Linked DNA regions of Mus musculus: region 1 is linked to region 2. The links are chromatin contacts, called in public promoter capture Hi-C maps. All regions are on one chromosome and are shown on one strand. Each heading gives the region's core, a stretch centred on a gene start, on an enhancer-like site or on the middle of the called end of the contact. The rest is flanking DNA. Distances are from core to core; before and after follow the strand shown.

What was found. Promoter capture Hi-C pulls out the DNA fragments that hold promoters and counts their contacts.
Region 1: a contact with region 2 is called in a promoter capture Hi-C map of hematopoietic stem and progenitor cells. The contact joins the enhancer-like site here to the promoter of Fam166b in region 2. A contact is called at or near these places in 13 of 39 promoter capture datasets (the 3T3-L1 cell line, the C10 cell line, the HPC-7 cell line and 8 more), 1 of 15 datasets of contacts at CTCF or cohesin (large pre-B cells), 1 of 115 datasets of contacts at active chromatin or transcription factors (regulatory T cells) and 3 of 9 other capture datasets (adipose tissue, liver and pancreatic islet).

The regions. Positions count from the first base shown.
Region 1 is chr4:43,602,794-43,607,101 of GRCm38.p6, reverse strand. It overlaps Gm42279 (a long non-coding RNA gene), which reads left to right. Exons shown (of 3, transcript XR_881221.1): 2 at 1,476-1,541; 3 at 3,862-3,892. Among named protein-coding and RNA genes, the nearest start is that of Gm42279, 17 kb to the left of the region's middle. Within about 2 kb of position 1,826, at least 57 of the 459 cell types and tissues checked have an H3K27ac peak or open chromatin away from gene starts, as enhancers often do. A contact at or near this core is called in the HPC-7 cell line, hematopoietic stem and progenitor cells and trophoblast stem cells, where this site is marked.
Region 2 is chr4:43,427,820-43,432,041 of GRCm38.p6, reverse strand. Fam166b (family with sequence similarity 166, member B) reads left to right here and starts at 2,908. Exons shown (of 6, transcript NM_001369077.1): 1 at 2,908-3,014; 2 at 3,576-3,799; 3 at 3,873-4,069; 4 at 4,203-4,222. The coding sequence starts at 2,953.

The DNA of each region.
Region 1 (4,308 bases), core at 577-3,076, 180 kb before region 2:
AGACCTTGTCTCAAGAATATAAGAAAGAAAAGAAAAAAGAAAGGAGGAAGGAAGGGAGAGAGGGAAGAGGGAAGGAAGGAAGGAGAGGGGGGAAAGGAAAGTTTGAGCTTAAACTTGCGTAGTTCCATCCCCAGTACTCACAGAGCTTGGTACTCAGGAGGCAGACTTCTGAGTTTAAAGGCAATGTAGTCTACATAGTAAGTTCCAAGTTAGCCAAGGTTATATAGTGAGTCCCTGTCTGAAGAAAGGGGGGAAGAGGAAGGGGAAGGGGACCTTTAATAAAAGTTAATAAGACTAAAAGTTCTCTCCATAATGAATGAGATCCCGGGATCCAAGACTATTTCTGCTGGGTGGATTCTGATAAAATCATAAGCTTGGTGCCTTATCTCTGTTCTCTGCTCATTCTCTCTCTCTCTCTCTCTCTCTCTCTCTCTCTCTCTCTCTCTCTCTCTCTCTCTCTCTCTCTCTCCCTCTCTCCCCCCATCCCTTTACTCCTCCCTCTCTCCCTCCTTCCCTATTATTTCCCTGCCTTTCTTTTTCTTTCTGCTATTCTGTCATGAGATGATGCAGCAAGGCTCTTGCTAGACCCTTGACCCTTTGACCTCCGATTTCCTAGCTTCTGAAACTGTAGCAACTTGCTCTTTATAAACATCATAGTCTCGGGCATTCCGTTATAGCAGCAGAAAGTGAACTAAAATCTGCCAGTAAAGAAAAACTGATACGGGGGATGGAGAGTTGTAGTGATCAAAAGTGCTCCATGCTCTTCCAGAGGCCTGGAGTTCAGATCCCAGCACCCATGTGGAGCAGTTCACAACTGCTTTGTAACTCCATCTGTGTAGACAGGCTGGATTCGAACTCACAGAGATCTAATTCTTGACCCCTGTGAGTTTCCTCAGATATACATAAAACAACAGCAAAACCCTGATGATTCTTTTAAGGCCAGATCCATATACTTATTTACAGACACAGTGCTTTACTGTACAACTGCATGGCTTTCGATGGAATCCCACCGCTGCTGAGACTAAATCAGTAGATTCTTGTTGAGGATAGGGATAGCTTAGGCAATGAAATTCTAGCTCAAGATTAAAAAAAAAATGTTTGGAAGGAGCAGGTGTGGCAGGCAGCTCACGCTTGTAATTTCAACACATGGAAGGCCAAGGCTGGAGGGTTATCCACAAGTTCAAAGCCAGCCCAAGCTACAGAGTTAGACCTTGTTTAAAAATGTAAAATAAAATAGATGAATGAGTAAATACTTGACTAGGATTGGTTTGCCTAATGTAAATTTTTTACAAATGATCTAGTCCAGTGGTTCTCAACCTTCCTAATGCTGTGACCCTTTAATACAGTTTCTCATGTTTCAGTGACCCCCAACCATAGAATTATTTTTGTTGCTACCTCATAACAGTAACTTTGTTACTGCTATAAGCTATAATGTTAATATCTATAAACCATAATGTTAATATCTCTATTTTCAGGTGGTCTTAGATGGCTCCTGTGAAAGGGATCGCAACCCACCCACCTGTTGAGAACCCCTGATCTAGGTGAAGACTTCTATGAGTTGTTAGCTTACAGGTGACAGTATGTAGGTGACACCTTGGCCTTGCTGATAGTCACTTCCTCCCTGAGACTCTTATCATGGCTTTTCCAGTAGCTCATACCCCTGGTCACCTCCACACCCCAAGCCCAACTTCTCTGTCACTACAGAATGCTTCCTCCTCCTCCGATGTGTGTGGGCTTCTCCCACAAAGCCTCTGTGCTTGGCTTTCTGCATCCTTGTGCCCAGGCTTACTTCCCTGGTGAGTTCACTCACAGTCACAGTATCATCTGTCACCTTACACATACCTCCCGCCATGACTTGCTTCACTGGGTGTGAACAGACTGCCGCTGTTGCTACACAGATAAGGTATTTTGAGATTGCTGAATTGCAATGAGGTGGTGTAGCAACTTCCTCCTGGAGGAAAGGGGCAGGCAGCCTTCTGGGACTCAGAAGTCCTGGGACTTTCAAGGCTTACCAAGTGCTTAACCTTAAGCTTCCAGAGGCCCCTCCCTGAGCTTATGGTGACAATTGCTGCAGAGAGGAGACTCTCAACAGTGTGGATGAGTTGCTGGCAAGTTGTGCTAGGAGCCAAAAGGATGCAGCTTTCGTGAGTCATCACGGTAGACGACGAGACATTTTGATGATGTGGGACTCTGACTCACCTGCACTCCTGTAACTAACCCCTCACCTAGACTCCAAGAAACCCCAGGAAACTCACTCGTTTGTCTAGCTGCCCTTATCTGGAATCCTTCCTTTGTTCTGTTTTTGGTGTCTTCTCTGGGCTGAACAATGTTTGTTCCCATGGCCCCAGAAAAAGCCATACAACACAAGGTTAGACTTTATGGTGAGACTCCACTGAGAAAAGGCTGCCCGGAGGGTGTGAGGAGAGGCTGACAGCAGCATCGATGAAGAGATTCCCTCCCACCCCACACAGCAACCAAATAAACATAAATCAGACATAGAAAAGTCAGCAGAGTGTGTTTTTAAAGTTCTTGGGCTAAAAGGGCTACAGATGTGTCATACTTTGTTTGGGTCAGAAAAAAATAAACAATTTTAATAACTCGTCAAAGGAAGCAATAAATTAGACTTCAGCATTTTAAAACTTTGGCTCTTCAAAAGATGTCATTAAAAATATTTTTTTAAAAAATTAAAAGCTGGGCAAGGTGGCTCACACCTGCAATCCCAAAACATAGGAGGCTGGAGCAGGCGGGTAGTGAATTCTGGGGCCAGTCTAGACCACGTGGGGGCTCTGTCTCAAAAAAAAAAAAAAAAAAAAAAAAAGTGAGTACAAGCTGTGAAAATATTCTCTTTCTTTTGAAGAGGGTGTACAAACAGGGTTTCTCTATGTAGCCCTGGCTGTCTTGGGACTCACTCTATAGACCAGGCTGGCCTCGAACTGAGATCAGCCTGCCTGTACCTCTCTCTGCCTTCTGAGTGCTGGAATTAAAGGTTTACACCACCACCACACAGCCTGCTCTCCCACATCATTCCCTCCCTCTATCCACCTCTAATGTCTATTTTATATCCTCTTCTGAGGGAGATTAAAGCATCCTTCCTTAGGACCTTTAAGCTCCTTTGGGTGTGTGGATTGTAGCATGGTTATTCTATATTTTATGGTTAATATCCACTTATAAGTGAGTACATACCACGCATGTCTTTTTGAGTCTGGGTTACTTCACTCAGGATGATATTTTCTAGTTCCATTCATGATGTGCTTGTTTTTAACAAATGAATAGTATGCCATTGTGTAAATGAACCACGTTTTCTGTATCCATTCTTCAGGTGAAGGACATCTGGGTTGTTTACAATTTCTGGCTATTCTGAGTAAAGCTGCTATTATCATAGTCGAGCAAGTGTCCCTTATTGTGTGGTAGAACATTTTTTGGGTGTATGCCCAGGAGTGGTATGCTGGGTCTTGAAGTAGAACTATTCCCAATTTTTTGAGAAACCAACCAAATTGATTTCCAAAGTGGTTGTACAAGTTTACACTCCTAGCAGCAATGGAGGAGTGTTCCCCTTGCTCCACATCCTTGCTAGCATGTGCTGTCACTTACATTTTTGATCTTAGCCATTCTGACATGTGTAAGATGGAATCACTGAGTTGTTTTATTTGCATTTTCCTGATGACTAAGGACATTGAACATTTCTTTAAGTGCTTCTCAGCCATTAGAGATTCCTCGGTTGAGAATTCTGTTTAGATATGTAACTCATTTTTAATTGGGTTATTTGGTTTGTTGGTGTCTAATTTCTTGAGTTCTTTATATATTTTAGATATTAGTCCTCTGTTGGACTAGGGTTGGTGAATATCTTTCCCCTTTCTGTAGGCTGCCAAAGAAATTAAGGAAGATATCAGAAGATGGAAAAATCTCCTGTGCTCATGGATCGGTAGGATTAACATAGTAAAAATGGCCATCTTACCAAAAGCCATCTACAGATTAAATCCAATTTCCATTAAAATTCCAAAACAATTTTTTATATAACTTGAAAGAGCAATTCCCATCTTCATATGGCAAAACAAAAACCCCAAGTTATCTAAAACAATCCTGTATAATAAAAGAACTCCTAGAGGTATCACCATCCCTGATTTCAAGCTGTACTACAGAACAATATAAGAAGAACTGTATGGTATTGGCACAAAAACAGACAGGTTGATCTGTAGCTGCCTGCGGCCACACGAACTGGGTTCCTGAGCGGGAGGCTGGAGCTGTAAGGGAGGAAACAGCGAGAGAAGAAAGGAGACCAAGACAGATTTCTGATCAAGACCCAATGTT
Region 2 (4,222 bases), core at 1,659-4,158:
TGAGCCACCATGTCCCGGACCTGGGAGCCACCTGAAACTTAGAGAGGATCAAGGCAGGACAGAAAGCTGTGGCTGCAGTTCTGGCCCAGGAGGCTGTGTGCACAGGCAAGCTGCTGCTGCTGCTTTCCTCACTGGACCTTTGTTTTGTAGAACACTGATAAAGCGAATGGCAGCTCCCTTGTTACTTGTGTTACTGTGGCGACCCCTAGTGGAGGGAGGCACAGAGGCAATGAAAGTTCCTTTTTGGAAAGCCATTTTATTATTTTCCCCCGGTTAGAATAACAAGGCTATCCCACCAACTAGAACACACTTTCTTACATAAATAACACAAATCTTTTTGTTTGATTGTTTTTTTTTTTGTTTTTGTTTTTTGTTTTTTTGAGACAGGGTTTCTCTGTGTAGCCCTGGCTGTCCTGGAACTCACTCTGTAGACCAGGCTGGCCTCAAACTCAGAAATTCACCTGCCTCTGCCTCCCAAGTGCTGGGACTAAAGGCGTGCACCACCACGCCTGGCTAATAACACAAATCTTAACAAAGTCTAGTGTTTTGTTTTTTTATGTAGCACAGGCTAACCTCATAAGGATGGCTTTGACCCCTCCCCATCTCCCTATCCTCTTGCCTCTGCCTCCCAAGGTCTGTGATTATGGGGTGGGGGTGGTACAGCACACAGCATATGCAACACCAGGGCCTAAAGCATGACAGGCAAGTACCTGCCAACTGAACGGTGTCTCCAGCTCCTAACCCATTTCCTCTTTTTAAAAAAACGCTGCAATGCAAGGGCCTGTGTGGACCAGGTAAGTGGTCCACCACTGAGCCGCTTTGCCTAAGCATGTGGTTCTAACTGCTGCCATCTCTTCTGCAGAAAAATCTTCTATATAGGCAGGCTTGGTGGTCTATGCCTCTAACCACAACTCAGGAGGCAGGGGCTGGAGATCAGCAGGTCTTACAACTACACAGTGAGCCTGGGCTACACAGACTGTCCTCAGCCAACACCCCTCCCTACCCAGGGAGGAAAAAGACCCTTTCCTAATCCTCAGCTTTGAATTAGAAAGCTTTCCAATGTTCTATCTCATACTTTTCCTACCCCCACATCCGGGACTGCCCTTGCCTCTTCCCCATTCCCATCAAATATTACAGGTCGCCGTTAAGTTAGCAACTTAGCCCGAAGCAGACACTGGGTACCTGTGTGTCCCGTGCTGCCTGCTTTACTCTGAGGCAGGAACCTCCTTTTCCTGTGTTACAGTTGAGAGAACTGAGCTGCAGTGATTGTGGGCAAGCTCAGTATCAAGTGAAGGTCAAAGCTGAGCCAGCTGTTGGTTTTAAGACAGGGTCAGGCTATGTAGGCCAGGCAGGCAGTCCTCCTGCCTCAGCCTCCCAAGTGCCAATGTTAGGAGTGTGCTACCACATTTAGCTTTTGAGCCTGTCTAGCCTTCAAAGACTTTAAGTAATAACGCTTTGACTCAAAGTAAAAATGGCCTTAACAATAACGGAATAGAAAAGTGGGTCACTTCAGCTGCTCAGTCTCTCATCCATCTAGTCCACCCTGATGTTTGTCCCTGGGAAGTGTTCTCAAGGGTTCAAGGTGTCTGCTCAAGTGTTCCATCATCACATAGAGGGCCATTTCGAGCCAGAAAGCAACCTCCTCTCCTCTTGTGTGTCTCCTTCTGAGGAGCTAAGGCTATTCCACAGGGCCCCTCCTAGCTACAAGAGTGCCAGAAGCCCAGGCTCACAATCTAGACTGTTAAAAACTTTGCTTTGTTTAAAAAAGTAAAGTTGGCTTGCCTGCTGGTCTTAATCCTTTATCCTTACATGACTCTCCTTCCCTGAACCCTCTGAGTGGGAGCACACCCCCGACTCCTCACAGGGTTACCACTCACCCACATTCCCTGTGTCAGAAGCCGAGGCATCCTCGTGAGGCCTTAGTCACCACTCCTTTCACCTACCTTCTCGAGACCGCTGACCCTCAGAGTCTTGGTAAGCTCAGGTATTTTAACTTTCTCACTGGAGTTTGGAGAAGTTGGGGCCAGAGAAAGTTAAGGTACCTACCTCCTCCAAGAGGATGAGGCCCTCAGATAGGTGTCAAAGCCTGCCGGGCCTCATGCCCCAGTTCTTGCCCCCACCCCACAATTCTGGCTTCACATTCTTCTGAGCTAATATCTTTATGTCCTGGGGGATACACTTGGGTGGTAGAGGACTTGCCCTGCCTGTGTGGGGCCTCTGTTTCCAGCTCCAGGACGTTGGTACATTAATTTGGGCGCCAGGGCAGTCAGGGTAAACAGTATCATCCGCAGCTGCACATGAGGCCAGCGGCTCAGTCTTAGCCAGAGGCTTGTGGACCTTCCTTCCGCATAGTACGTTCTGCCATCCTTAGGGTGTTGAGCCGAGCAAGACGTTATTAATGAGTGGATGATTTGGAGTATAGCAGCTATCCAGTAAATAATCCTTGCATTAATGCAATTATCTGTTTCTTTTTCTTTCCCTTTCCCTCTTTCTTTCCCTCTCTTTCTCTCTCTTTCTCTCTCTCTCTCTCTCTCTCTCTCTCTCTCTCTCTCTCTCTCTCTCTCTCTCTCTCTCTCTCTCTCTCTCTCTCTCTCTTTCTGTTTCTCGAGACAGGGTTTCTCTGTGTAGCCCTGGCTGTCCTGGAACTCACTCTGTAGACCAGGCTGGCCTCATCCTCTTGCCTTCCACCCAGAGGCTTTCGCAGCTGTTCCCCTCAGCCTCTGCCCTTTTCCAAGTGACAGAGCGGCACCCACTCCGGGAAGACCAGGAAGCTCCTCTCCACCACCTCTGCTGGCTTTACCCCAGCAATCCCCACTCCAGGGAGTGGGGGGTGGGCCTTCATTCGCCAACTCTCGGCCCCGCCCCCTCCCTCCTGCCCCATAGCCCTGGACACAGTACACAGGGCCCAGAGTCCCTCCTGGAAGGGAAATAAAAGGAACTGCGCCAGTTCCCATGGCTGTGGTCAACACTTCCATCCCAGGGCTCAGCGGCGAGAATCCGCATTATATTCCAGGGTAAGACTCCTCCCAGAGCACTCCCCTGCTTGCTTCTGGGAATGGGGATTGGGATCTAGGAGCCAGTTCACAGACACTGGGGTCAAGATGAGAACTGGGGTGTGTCAATGGTATGGTATGGAAAGGGGAATCTAGCGGCTGTGAGAGCCAGGTCTAACAAAGCTTTGTGTTGTGGTCCCCACGGAAACAGGGTAAAAGCAGGAAGGACTGGACACCCAGGCAGAGGGCTGGGGATGTAGTCGCTTCAGTGATTTAATGATTGCCTAGAACACAAGGCACTAGGTCCTGTCCCCAGTAGGTAAAAGAGACAAAGAACAGAAATAAAGACCTCCAGACTCAAGCTGGGGCAGGAGTGGTTGGACCCGTGTGAGCCAAGCATGGGGCGGGGATGTAGAAGGATCAAAGGTGTTTGGTCAGCCTAGGCTAGAGAGTGAGACCCCGTGTAAAAATAAACACACAAGCACTTGCTGCAAGTGCACACCAAAGCGGGGCTTTCCTGCCTGTGTCAGGATGGTGGTGTAGGGTCCAACTCAGAGCTATGGGATGGATCCTGTGCTGCAGGTACACCGGACACTGCCCGCTACTTCGGTTCAGCATGGGCCAGACCTATGGGCAGGTGACTGGTCAGCTACTCCGAGGCCCTCCTGGTCTAGCCTGGCCTCCTGCCCACCGCACACTTCTGCCTCCCATCCAGTCTCCAAGATCTCCTGTGATCTCCAAGGGGAGGCTGCCTCCCAGGCGCGGGCATGAAAGGCTCAGCTCCAGCATAATCCCTGGGTATACAGGTCTGTATAGAGGTCTGAATGGGTGTCCCCTTCGAAGAGAACGTGCCGTGAACTAACACATCTTCTCCGTCAGGTTTTATACCACGGGCACAGTTCATTTTTGCCAAGAACTGCAACCAGGTTTGGGCTGAAGCTATGAGTGAATTTACACGAAGGCACGGGGAGCAAGAGAGCCATCAACTGCCAGACGGAGCCAAGGGAGAGAGAGAAGTGGAAGAAGACCAGCTGCGGGAGGCAGAGGAGCCACCGCTGAAGCAGGAGTTGGCACATGTGAGATGGGGCAGGCAGGTGGGGTGGGGGTGGGCGCTCGTGCTTTGCCTGGGGGCACCGTGGGGCATGGCTGCCAGCTGTCTGCGGGGTGCCTGAACTTAATTCTTTTTCTTTCATTGACTTCTCTCATCAGGCTTCCCCCTACTCCATGGA